Regions from separate parts of the Mus musculus genome. Here regions 1 and 2 are each linked to region 3. Evidence: chromatin contacts called from public promoter capture Hi-C data. All regions are on one chromosome and are shown on one strand. The core of a region is the stretch at or near the end of the contact, and the rest is flanking DNA. Distances in the headings are between cores, read along the strand shown. Region 1 holds the start of Zfp592 (zinc finger protein 592). Region 2 holds the start of Slc28a1 (solute carrier family 28 (sodium-coupled nucleoside transporter), member 1). Region 3 holds the start of Arpin (actin-related protein 2/3 complex inhibitor).

Region 1 (3,722 bases), core at 959-3,458, 1.1 Mb after region 3:
GACAAATTTTCTGAAAAGGAAAGGGCTTTTTGTTGTTTTGTTTCTTTCAACAAGAGGTTTAGGGATAGTGCTGGTACAATGGCTTAGTGCACAAGGACTCTTGCTGCCAAGCCTTATGACCCAAGTTCAATCTCTGGGACTCACATGGCAGAAGCAGAACACTGACTCCTGAGTCTGACCGCCACTCACACACAGGAATGCACACAAAACAAACAAGTTGGGACTACAGACATTTAGGGGGGGAAAGTACCTCAGAAACTTCTACAGATATCAGATTTGCTGAGTATGCCATTTTCTCTATTAAGTGGTACAGGTTTTGTTCTTGTGTTTTGGGGAGGCGGCGGTGGGACAAGGTCTCCTGTAGCTCAAGCTGGTCTCAAGGTGGATATATACATAAAACCAAGATGAGCGTTAAAATCCTGATTATCCCACCTTCAGGAGTAGAATGCCGAGATTACAGGGATTCATGCCACCATAGTATGGGGTTTTGAACCAACTGTAGCCAGAGATTAAAGACAGAGAATTTAGCTGTTTATGGATACCATCTAGGATTATCCTGGTAGCTCATCTGTGGAAAATTGCATGCCTCCCTAACTTACAATAAATAAAAAGTCCTGCCAGGCATAGTGGTGCATACCTTCTATCCCAGCGCCACAAAGCAGAGGTAGTGGGTCTCTGGAGTTGGAAGGTAATTTGGTCTACAGAGCAAGTCCTAGGACAGCCAGAGCTACACATAGAGAAAACCTGCCTCAAATAAACAAGATCCTTTCTTTCTTGGCTTTTAAGGCGGTCTTTCAATGTGTAACCCCAGCTGCTCTTGAACTCAAAATCATCTTGCCTCATTCTCCCAAGAGCTGGGATTACACACATGCACTACCGCACGGGACAAATATTTCTATCTTTATTCATCTTTCGAATCTTGTTGGACAACACGCCTTTTCCTTGGACTTCCTCTTCCCCATTTCCCATCTTTCTGGGATATAAACTATAAATGACTCTGTCTTTGGCTCCTTGAGCTCTCGCTCTCTCTCAAACTGGAACAAATGAAACAAACCTTTCTTTTTACTCCTTCTTAAGATGGAGGCTAGTTTTCCCTTCCTCTCCCTGCCAAACTTCTGGAAAGAATAATTTCTCGTAACTGCCTTCACTCCTTCATCACTACCGCACTCCTCATGCAGGTGTTGGGTTCTGTCGGGTCCTGGCACACAGCAGACTCAGCTGAATGTCAGCTCTGGCCCTTTTGCCAAGTGTGGGCTTTTTCCTGGTTTCTTCGGGAGGAATTTGCTCATGCTTAGCAATCCTGCCTGGCACCAGAACTGGCCTGCCAGTTCCCACCGTCCGACCCTGCTGCCTTACTATCGCGTCCCCAAGGGACTCCAGGTTCTTGGAAAGTCCTGCGGGTCAACTTGGTAATTTTTTTGTCGGCCGCCTCTCCGAGTTCTTGCCCTGGAGTCACAGCCTCCCTGGTGAGCCTGCGAATTGCCAGTCCACCCTGAGAGGTTATCAGCTCCCTCCACCCCAACCCCTCCACCTCCATTCCACTCTCCGAGCGTCCCTTGGCTCCCCCAGAGGTAACACGTCTGAGCGCCCCGCGCCCGCAAGCATGTCCTTCCATCCTGCGACGAGTAGCCATTTAAGGCGCACCTGAGTGCCCAGGCCCACTGCCCTCCTGCTTCCTTTCACTTAGCAGTGCTGCCTAGGCCCGACTCGCCCAGCTCTCCGCGAAGACGACTTCTTCCGAGCTCTTGAGGCGCTCGGCGTCCGGTCGGCCCATAGCCGCGAAGGTACAACGCGTCCCTCCGGCAGGCGGCCTGGGCCGCACCGAGGCCTCAGAGGCGCGTCCGAGCTTCCCGGGCCCAGGTGGCCGGGAGAGGCCGCGCCAAGGGCGGCGGGAGCCAGCCCAGGTCGGAGTCCCGGTCCTGCCTGCGCCGTCCTCGCCCCGCCCCTCCCCGGAGTCAGCGTAGCCAGGGTCGCACCAGCCTGAGGCGGGAGGGAGGCGGAAGGCGCGGGGCCGGGCCAGGCCAGGCCGGGCCGGGCCGGGCCGGGGCAGCTCTATAGCCGCACCGCCCTGGCCGGTGCCCAGGCCCGAGTCGCCTTCCGCCCGCCCTTCCCACCCGCGGCCTCAGCCAGGTCCCGCCGCCAGCCCGGCTCCCGCCCCCGCTCCGCCCCCGGAGCCGCAGCCCCGCCCGCCACCGCCGTCGCCATGTTGTGGCTCCCGCAGCCGGCGCTGGGGACGCGCGCGGCCGAGCCCGGGGCCTGTCGCTGCCGCCGCCGCCGCCGCCGCCAGGTAAGCGCCCCCCGCCGCCTGGACGGGGCGAGGCCACCATCCGGGCCGCTCCAGCTCGGGCAGGGGAGTCTGAGAGGAGCGGGCTCTGCCCGCGCCGCGGCCCGGCCCTGCAGCCTGGTGGACCCTGCCCGCCGCCCCAGGCGGCAGCCACTTCCCCCGATCGCCGCCAGGCGGGCCCTGGCCACCACCCTACCCCGCCCCCGGCCCGGACCCCTTCCGCCGCCGCCGCCCGCCGATCGGGGCGGCCCGGGCACTCCGCTGTCGTCCCGCGCGCGACAGGCGGCCGCCCGCCGAGCCCCCGGCCCAGGCAGGGATAACGGTGCACTTCACCAGGCTGGGACGCCCTGTCAGCTCCACGGTCCCCGCCGCGCGAGGACCTGGCGCCGTCACTGGGCAGACACTTAGAACATCGGCCCTCCTCGGCGCCCCTCAGTCTCCCCCTCAGCCTCGCCCAAGTTCTGACCCCGGGGGTTCCTTCTCCCGGGGCAGACAAGTCTTCCTCCTCCAGAGTTGGGGTGCTTAGGGGGGGGTGACCAGGCCTGTTGATCAGGCTTGAACTGATTTCTCTGCGGGGTCTCTTCCTGCCAACCGAGGGGCTAGTGGGGAAAGGCTCCGTGTGACCCGGGGAGGGGGAGGACAGGAGAGCGTCTGCTGGACAGATGGCCTCCTGGCCTTGAAGCAGCTTTTGTGAGGGGGAGGGGTCCGTATGACCTTAGGTATGCCTGCTCTTGAGAACCTAAGATTATTGGAGGTGGTCAGGTATTTTTTTTTTTTTTTAACTATTTTTACGAGCAGACCAGAGGTGACATTAAAAGTCCAGGGTTGAAACAACCTACAGGCCCACCCAGGGAGCATGCTTTGTAGCCAGGACAAGCCTAGATAGTTTCTGCTTTAGGAGAGTGGGATTCGGGTGGGTAAAATGGGTTTGGACCAGGGTTTGCCCGTGGCCTGTGCTCGTGTAGGAGCTAGAGTGTGATTGTGTCAGGTGTACACCGGCTGAGCACACAATGTGCTTGGCCTGATGGGTGCTGAGTGGGACTTCAGAAGTCTATTTGCTAAACTGACAGGTACATTACAGTGGGAAAGAGAAAGGAGCCTGGTGCTTTTTTTTTTTTTTTTTTTTTTTTGGACCATTTCTACAGCTCCACTGAAGATGGCTTTGGTTCATTACCCCTCCCCCCATCTCCACTTTTAACCAGGTTGGCCACCAAGCTCCGGTCTTAAACCTCCCCCGTAGTTGGGACTTCAGGCAACCATGCCTAACTGAAAACATTTTTTTTTCTGAGTATTTGTAGTATGCGCCATGACAGAACTAGGTTTTGGAGATACTGTGTCAACCAGAAAGATACCTCCACTTTAGTGTGGGAGATCTTGACCTAGAGACAAAGTCCAGAAATAAGAAAATATTTGTCAACAAATACATGTTTTCCATGTG
Region 2 (3,705 bases), core at 119-2,618, 1.2 Mb after region 3:
GAGCCACTGAGAACAGAGGCATCAAAGCGGATAAGGTCCTTTCCCTTCATTGAGGCTGAGGGGGGCTCCTTCAGTATCTGCTCTGGCCCCATCCCAGTCTTGCTCAAGGTAAACATTTATCTTATGATCAAGGGGACCAGTGACCTGACAGTGGGTATTGTATCTCGAGATACAATATACGTATGTGTCCATGTGTGCGTATATGTATCTCCAGATACAATATACGTATGTATCCATGTGTGTGTATATGTATCTCCAGATACAATATAGGTATGTGTCCATGTGTGTGTATATGTATCTCCAGATACAATATAGGTATGTGTCCATGTGTATGTGTGTGTATATGTATATTCAGATAAGCAAGTTGTGAAAACCCTGCAACAGTACAATTTCCTATTGGAAAATGAATAACAAAATAGTGTATACTTAAGGGGAAATAAGAAAAATTCTTAGGCTCTGTATATTTCTATAACACCTTCATGCTTCATTCCGCATGACCAGGGGTGTGGAGATGCACACCTGGAATCCCAGTATTGGACATGTGGAGGCCAGAGGATTGGGTGTTTAGGGCTAACTTCGGCTACATAGCAGGTTCAAAGTCAGGCTGGGTTAGATGAGACGATATTCTCCTAACCCCAATAGAAACAGATAGTTTCTAAGAACAGGGGGTACCACTTATGTCCAGCCTCTTCTTTTCCATTTTTCCAAAACAGCCAGTGTATGCCTCTGTGTGAGGCATCTTTTGTATCATAAAAGATAATTAATTATTAAAGAGTGTGCATCATCAATTATTAAATCCTGTCAGGTAAGTTTAAATTTAGTTTGAAGACTGTAGATGAAAGTGTTGTCCCCCAACTTTGCACGTGTAACTCGGGTGTCACTCTAGGAAGAAAGGGGAGAAGGAAATGGTGTGATTTTGGCTTGTTTCTGCGACTGTGTGATGCTTAGCCCCGAGCCACCACCTGTTTGTGATAAAGACAGCGCTTTCAATATCTTCTAGTTTTGGAAAACGAGTCGCCGATACTGTGAGAAAAGGAGGCTGAGCCACAACACGAAGACACATTTCCAGGATGCTGACAGAAAGAGGAGGGAGAGAGTAACCAAGGTGGCTTCCCAAAGGAGGCGTCCTGGAGCAAGGCCAGGAAGAGGTTGGTTTGGGAAAGGGCAGCAGACAGAGGGCAGGACCACAGAGGACCCGGCTTGAGTGAGCCAGGCTACCCCATCATGCTTTTTCTGAAACAGGCTGGGGTCCCCGCCCCTGCGGTGGCCCTGAGCTCTGGGGAAGCCCAACCTACTTCAGTTTTGGACTCTGCCCAGGAATTTCCACAGAAGTGAACAGGCCAAAGCCCAAGCAGGTTGGACCCAGCCCTCCCACAGCAACCTGTGCTTCAGTCAGTCAGTTCTTAACAGTCAATCCCTCCTGACGCTGCCTTCTCACTACAAATCTGTGAGTAGTGTGGGCTCCTCTCCTCTCCGTACAGCAGTGAATGCGAGTGCCCAGGTAGCAGGCATCCCCCAGCCCTGGCTGCATGCTCCACATGCCCTCTGAGGGTCTGTGTCTGGGGAAGATCTGCTTAGCCAGCTGCTGTTGAGTAGGGAAGGCCTAAGGTGTGGGCAAGAGAGGGACCGCAGTGGGGAAACGGGAGTTTGGGCTCTCATTTGCAGGTGAGCTAACATCTAAAAGCAGCTTCACTGAGAATGAGGAATGTTCGGTTTTGAGTGGAACAGTCCTGGGTAGCGCTGGCTTCAAGATGGATGAAATGAGCACTTCCTCCCCTGCCAATGATTTTCACCGGTTGTAGGAAGTAAAGATAACTAAGGGCTCTTTTCTGAGCCGTGCCCACACCAGTGCCTACGCCATCCCCTCTTTCCCTTCCTGGTGACTGGTGACTAAGGGACAGTTCACTGTTGGAGCTTACAAGGACTTGCATCTCCCAGGATCAGGAGAGAGGGCAGAAAGGGTGTCTCTCCCACTCTCCCCTTCTCTCTCCCTCTCCCTTTCCCCTCCCCCTCGCCCTCCCTCTCTGGTTCCTTTTCTCTCTCCTGGCCCTCCTTTCGGCTGTGGACCCTCTGTGACATCTTTGTCTTTCAGCTGAAGAGCCTAGCACATGGCAGACGACACACCGAGGCAACGAGAGTCCATTTCCCTCACACCTGTGGCCCATGGCCTGGAGAACATGGGGGCCGAGTTCCTGGAAATAATGGTCTGTCCTCTTCCCCTATAGCACCTCCTCAGCCTGACTGGCATCTCACAGGGGTGTGGGGTGGTGTGGGGCTCAGCTTGATTGGCATCTCACTAGGTGGGGTGGCTCAGTTTGACTAGCAGCTCATAGTGGGAGGGCCCCTCAGCTTGACTGGCAGCTATGGGCTGGGGGACTGTGTGTTTCACTCTGTGCTCTGAGCTCTGCTTGTGTAGTACCTCCCCAGCACAAAGCACCCCCTTTATTTCACCCCTTAAACATGTTCTGAGTACCCACTGTGTGATGTACCCACTGTGTGCTGTCAGCAAAGGTCCCAGGAGGGAAGAACATCTGGTCTACAAGATGAGAGGGGAAGCAGATGATGGGGTGGGGTGTCCTTGGCATTTAAAGAACTTGCCATCTTGTCTTGGCTCCCCAAAGGCCAAGCAGAGGACTGAAAAGCTTGACATGATACCTTCTGCCCTCCCTCCCTTCCCTAACAAGGCTCCCTCTTCTTTACCAAGTGCCCCCTAGCCCCCTACTTGGACAGTGCAGTAAGAAGTGCCCTGGAGTCATGCAGTGGGGCGGGCCTGCCTGGGATCTTCCTTAAGGGTTTCCTTCGGGTCTCCAGGAAGCCAGAGTGAAATGCTGAGGCAGGATATGTCTGTACATAGTAGATGCTCAATGCATGCATTGAAGAATTTAATTAAGAGGCACCCCATTTCCCATGCAGCAGTCCAGTCTCTATCTCAGTCTTCTCATGAGGTGCTTGTGTGTGCATGGGGCTGCCAGGGTCTTCCTTATCTCCGTGCTCTTCAGCCATAGTTGTCCCTTGGTGGGAAGGCTGACCCTGACTGCTCCCTGTCGGCTTTAGGAGGAAGGCCAGCTCCCACACAGGCACTCAAGCCTGCCAGAGGGTGGAGGCAGCAGGAGCAAAGCAGTGTGGAAACCCTTCTCCCGATGGTAGGTGATGTCTGTGAGGGCATGGGGAAAGCTGATGGAAGCCTGGCCAAGGGAAGTCAAGGGTTGAGCCAGGCCAGGTGCTGGTACCCAGCCAGGATGTAACCCAACACAGACACAGGGCTTCTCAGGCCTCCCTGCAACCTCCCTCATTTGCCTACTACCCCATTCAGTTGTTGAGCTGCTTTGTGAACTCCGGGGCTCAGTTTGTAGCACTCCTGGACCAGGCCAGACTCCCCACTTTACACAGAGGTGAAGGGACCAGCCCACAGGGTCTGGTGTGCGCCTAGAGGGTCCTGGCTGGCCGAATTCTGCTCTGAACAGAGCAGGAAGAACACTTCAAGGACAGGGTGTGATGGTGGTGGGACGTCTAGCTGTTTAGGGGGATTGGAGAAGATACACCTCCCCCACATGAGGATCCCTGGCAACAGTAGCAGAGGGTTGAATCTCCTGAGCAACCACTGTGCATCTACTAGTTGCTGGGCCAACAGGACCTTCGAGATTTGGGTAGCAGCCCTTCCTCTATGGACACACAAGTGACCAATGGACCCCAGGCCTAGAGTCC
Region 3 (3,456 bases), core at 905-3,404:
ATGCGCCACCACTGCCCGGCTTGCCTTAAAACTTTTGAACCTGTTTTTTCCTATAAAAAGCCTGCCCTGAGGACAGACTGGTAGGTTTTTCCTTCCTGTGGACCTGGACGTCCAGTATTATGATGGGTGTTCAATAAACTGTTCTTGCTTAACTAAGGTTGGTGTATGTATGGTTTGAGTGGTAATTCCCAGACCCCAACCTGAGCAAGTGTCTTTGGTACAATAAATCAGGTTTCCTTTTTCATTCCCCCCCCCCTTTTTTTAAGATTTATTTATTTATTATATATAAGTACACTGTTGCTGTCTTCAGACATTCCAGAAGAGGGCATCAGATCTCATCACAGGTGGTTGTGAGCCACCATATGGTTGCTGGGATTTGAACTCAGGACCTTCAGAAGAGCAGTCAGTGCTCTTAACTGCTGAGCCATCTCTCCAGCGCCCCTCTCCCCCTTTTTTTAAAGACAAGATTTCCCTATGTATCTCTAGCTGTCCTGGAACTCACTAAGTAAACCAAACTGCTTTGAACTCAGAGACCAACCTGCCTCTGCCTTCCAAGTACTGGGATTAAGGTTGTGAGCCACCACACCTGGGTGCTTTTATTATTTTTTATTTATGTGGAAGTATGTGTGACTGTGTGAGTATAAGCATGTATACTGGTGTGTACTGGTGCCTGTGGAGTCCAGAGAAGGAACCAAATCCCCAACAGCTGGACTTACAAGCAGTTTTGAGTCCCCTGCTGCGGGTGCCAAGAATGGAACCCAGGTCCTCTGGTGAGACGTGGCTTTGCCCACTTTAAAGAACCTCCATGCTCCTGTTCCCATTCATACCTACATGGTCATCAAGGAGATGGCTATTGTCACCAGACAGCTGGAAATTAGAGACTCTGAGATGTGGGAATTAGCCCAAAATCACGGCATCCCACACAGAGTGGAACCAGAACCAGAACTGGCTCCTTATCATTCTATAAAAGGGGAACCTGGGACCTGGGGACCTGGGGACTTTCCACTTTGAAACCATTAACCTGGGGAAAAGGGTGGGTCTAAGAAGACAGACTGTGGAAGAGGGCTGGGTCAGGATTCCTTGCCTCTAATTACTCTTAAATTATTTCCAAAAATATTTAACTGACAAAGACAGGTTATATCGAAGGCATTTATCAAGAAAACTTGATATGTACACATTGCATAATGACTCACACCACCAAATTTATGTATACATTATATCCTCAGAACTTATTCCCCCTTTGACTGAACCTGCTCCACTGGAGACCTTATGAGTTGGACTTTAGATTCCACTTCCTAGATGACGCGATATTTTGGTTTTCTGGGCCTGGCTTCTTTCATGTAGAATAATTCTTGTTGTTTCTGACTGTAAATGAAATTGTCCATCCTGCTTATTACCCTCCGGATATTCCCACCCTCCCTCTATTGTTCCTGCCACACCACAAACTGGTCACCAGTGATGCAGTGTGACAGATGGCTAGAGTTTAGAGCCCTGGTGTGGGGAAAAGACGGAGGTCAGTGGGAACCCCAGCACCGCCTCTGTAGTTCCATTTGGGAGTCTGGGCATCCCTCCAGTGGATATTCTTGCAGGCGGGAATTTCAAGTTTATCTGTCTTCCCAGCGTGTGTTGGCCAGGGACCTTGGGAAGAGCCAGCTGGATGCCTGGGGTGGTTTTGGCAACCCCAGTTTCTCTCCCCAGTGTCCCCTACACCCCCAACCCCCATCAATCTTTGAGCAGGACTCAGATCTTGAGTTCGACAGAGGCCTCAGGGATGCTCCAGGGAGCCCAGGCCCCAGGGATGCTCCCAGGCCACTACGGCTGGCCATAGTAGGGGCCAGGGCCCCGACTCAGCCAATCCTGGCAGTTCCCTTGCCCAGTCCACATCTGGCTAACAATGTGGGAAGGGGAGGGAAGCACAGCCCACCTCTGGCCAGTAGCGGAGTCCCTGGCCCGGTGGACAGAGTACAACCCACCCCTGGTCAGCCGCGGAAGAAAGTGCAACCCATCTCTGGCCAGCAACCGGATGGACAGAGCACATCCTACCCTTGGTGGGTGGCAGGGTCCCAGGTTCCCGGCAGGCGCGCGCTCTGCACGGCCTTGTTGCGGAGGGCGCTATCCTGGTAGATGCGGCTCATTTTCCCCACGCCGAGGCCCTGTGGCTCCAGGAAGCAACCGGCGCGTAGGGCGGGGCACCTCGGGGACAGGAGCTTGGAGGTCGCTGCAGCACCAGCTTCCCGGGTTAACAGATCCGGGAAGCTAGTCCGAGGCGTTCCCAGTTGGGACTTAAAGGGGCCGAGCCTCATTCCTGACAGCCAGACCTCGTGCAGTAACAGGGGGCTTTTGGAATGACCACTGTCCTTCATGTCCTTATAGACTAAGACAGAAAGATCGAGAGTTCGGTCCCCATCTGTACTATACAGAGATTCTGTCTCAAAACACATCAATATACAAAAAAGCGGCCTTGAAGCTTAGGAAAGTAGATCTTTCTTGGGATCTGTTCTGGTAGGACATTTTCTCAGGGAGCAGGAAGGGAGAAGACGGGACAGCAACGAGGAACCACAGAGCGGTCTCCATGGACTCTGCCCTTTTGGACCTCCCCGTGGTTCCGCAATGGCTTAGGGGAGTTCCCAGAATGTGTGACGGAGTAGGGATAGGTCAGATCTGCAGCAAGGGAAACCTCAATCTCTGCAATCCCAGCAAGTTCCTCAACCTTTAATGAGCCTACGCTTCTTGCTCAGCAAAAATAGAAAGAAACGTGTCTAATGGTTTGTAAAGATAGAACTCTCCCTCTCCTAGTCTCGTGGACATAGCATTCATTACTTTGTCTCACACTTCTCAAGGATTCGGATGGATCGATCGCTTCTCTAGCCCCACAGTGCCCTTTGCTCCAGAGTGTCTGCAAGCCTTTTATTCTCAGCCTGCACCCGGGAATCTCCTCCGACCCGGAAATCATTGGGAAATCGTCTTGTTTTATTGGCTCCTTTGTGCCAAATTCTGGCGCAGGTGGCCACATTCTGTTGTGCCAGGTGTGCCCCTGCCTCAGCCACAATGAAGATACCCGAGAGTCCAGGGTGAGTTGTTAGCTTTGGAAGGAGCTCTCTCTCCCACATAGTATCACCACAGAATGGTCTCAGACACTTTATTTTTAAGGGTCCTTCCTCTTTTAACAAAATATAAATATTTTTAAGACATTATTTTATGTATCTCAGGCTGGCTTTGAACTCGCTATGTAGCCAAGGATAACTTCAAACCCCTTTCTCCTTACAATACTTCCCCAAGAACCAGGATTACAGGTGTGGGCCACCCACTGCACCTGGATTATTTGGTACTGGGGGTTCAATCCAGGACTTTATGAACGTTAGGCAAACAGTCTTCTCAAGCCACATCCTCAGCTCCAAAAATATAGTTTTGTGGATCCCTAAAAATGTAACAGACCCTAGACAGGATGTCTGTGAC

What was found. Promoter capture Hi-C pulls out the DNA fragments that hold promoters and counts their contacts.
Region 1: a promoter capture Hi-C map of liver shows a contact between it and region 3, with 2.8 times the contacts expected there. The contact joins the promoter of Zfp592 here to the promoter of Arpin in region 3. A contact is called at or near these places in 1 of 39 promoter capture datasets (liver), 1 of 115 datasets of contacts at active chromatin or transcription factors (large pre-B cells) and 1 of 9 other capture datasets (adipose tissue).
Region 2: a promoter capture Hi-C map of liver shows a contact between it and region 3, with 4 times the contacts expected there. The contact joins the promoter of Slc28a1 here to the promoter of Arpin in region 3. A contact is called at or near these places in 2 of 39 promoter capture datasets (liver and pre-B cells) and 1 of 115 datasets of contacts at active chromatin or transcription factors (large pre-B cells).

Annotation. Positions count from the first base shown.
Region 1 is chr7:80,991,476-80,995,197 of GRCm38.p6, forward strand. It overlaps Zfp592 (zinc finger protein 592), which reads left to right and starts at 2,209. Exons shown (of 10, transcript NM_178707.4): 1 at 2,209-2,287.
Region 2 is chr7:81,113,431-81,117,135 of GRCm38.p6, forward strand. It overlaps Slc28a1 (solute carrier family 28 (sodium-coupled nucleoside transporter), member 1), which reads left to right and starts at 1,369. Exons shown (of 18, transcript NM_001004184.3): 1 at 1,369-1,447; 2 at 2,093-2,204; 3 at 3,055-3,143. The coding sequence starts at 2,109.
Region 3 is chr7:79,933,110-79,936,565 of GRCm38.p6, forward strand. Arpin (actin-related protein 2/3 complex inhibitor) reads right to left here and starts at 2,155. Exons shown (of 6, transcript NM_027420.4): 1 at 2,044-2,155. The coding sequence starts at 2,135. Gm31966 (a long non-coding RNA gene) reads left to right here and starts at 2,330. Exons shown (of 3, transcript XR_391645.4): 1 at 2,330-3,071.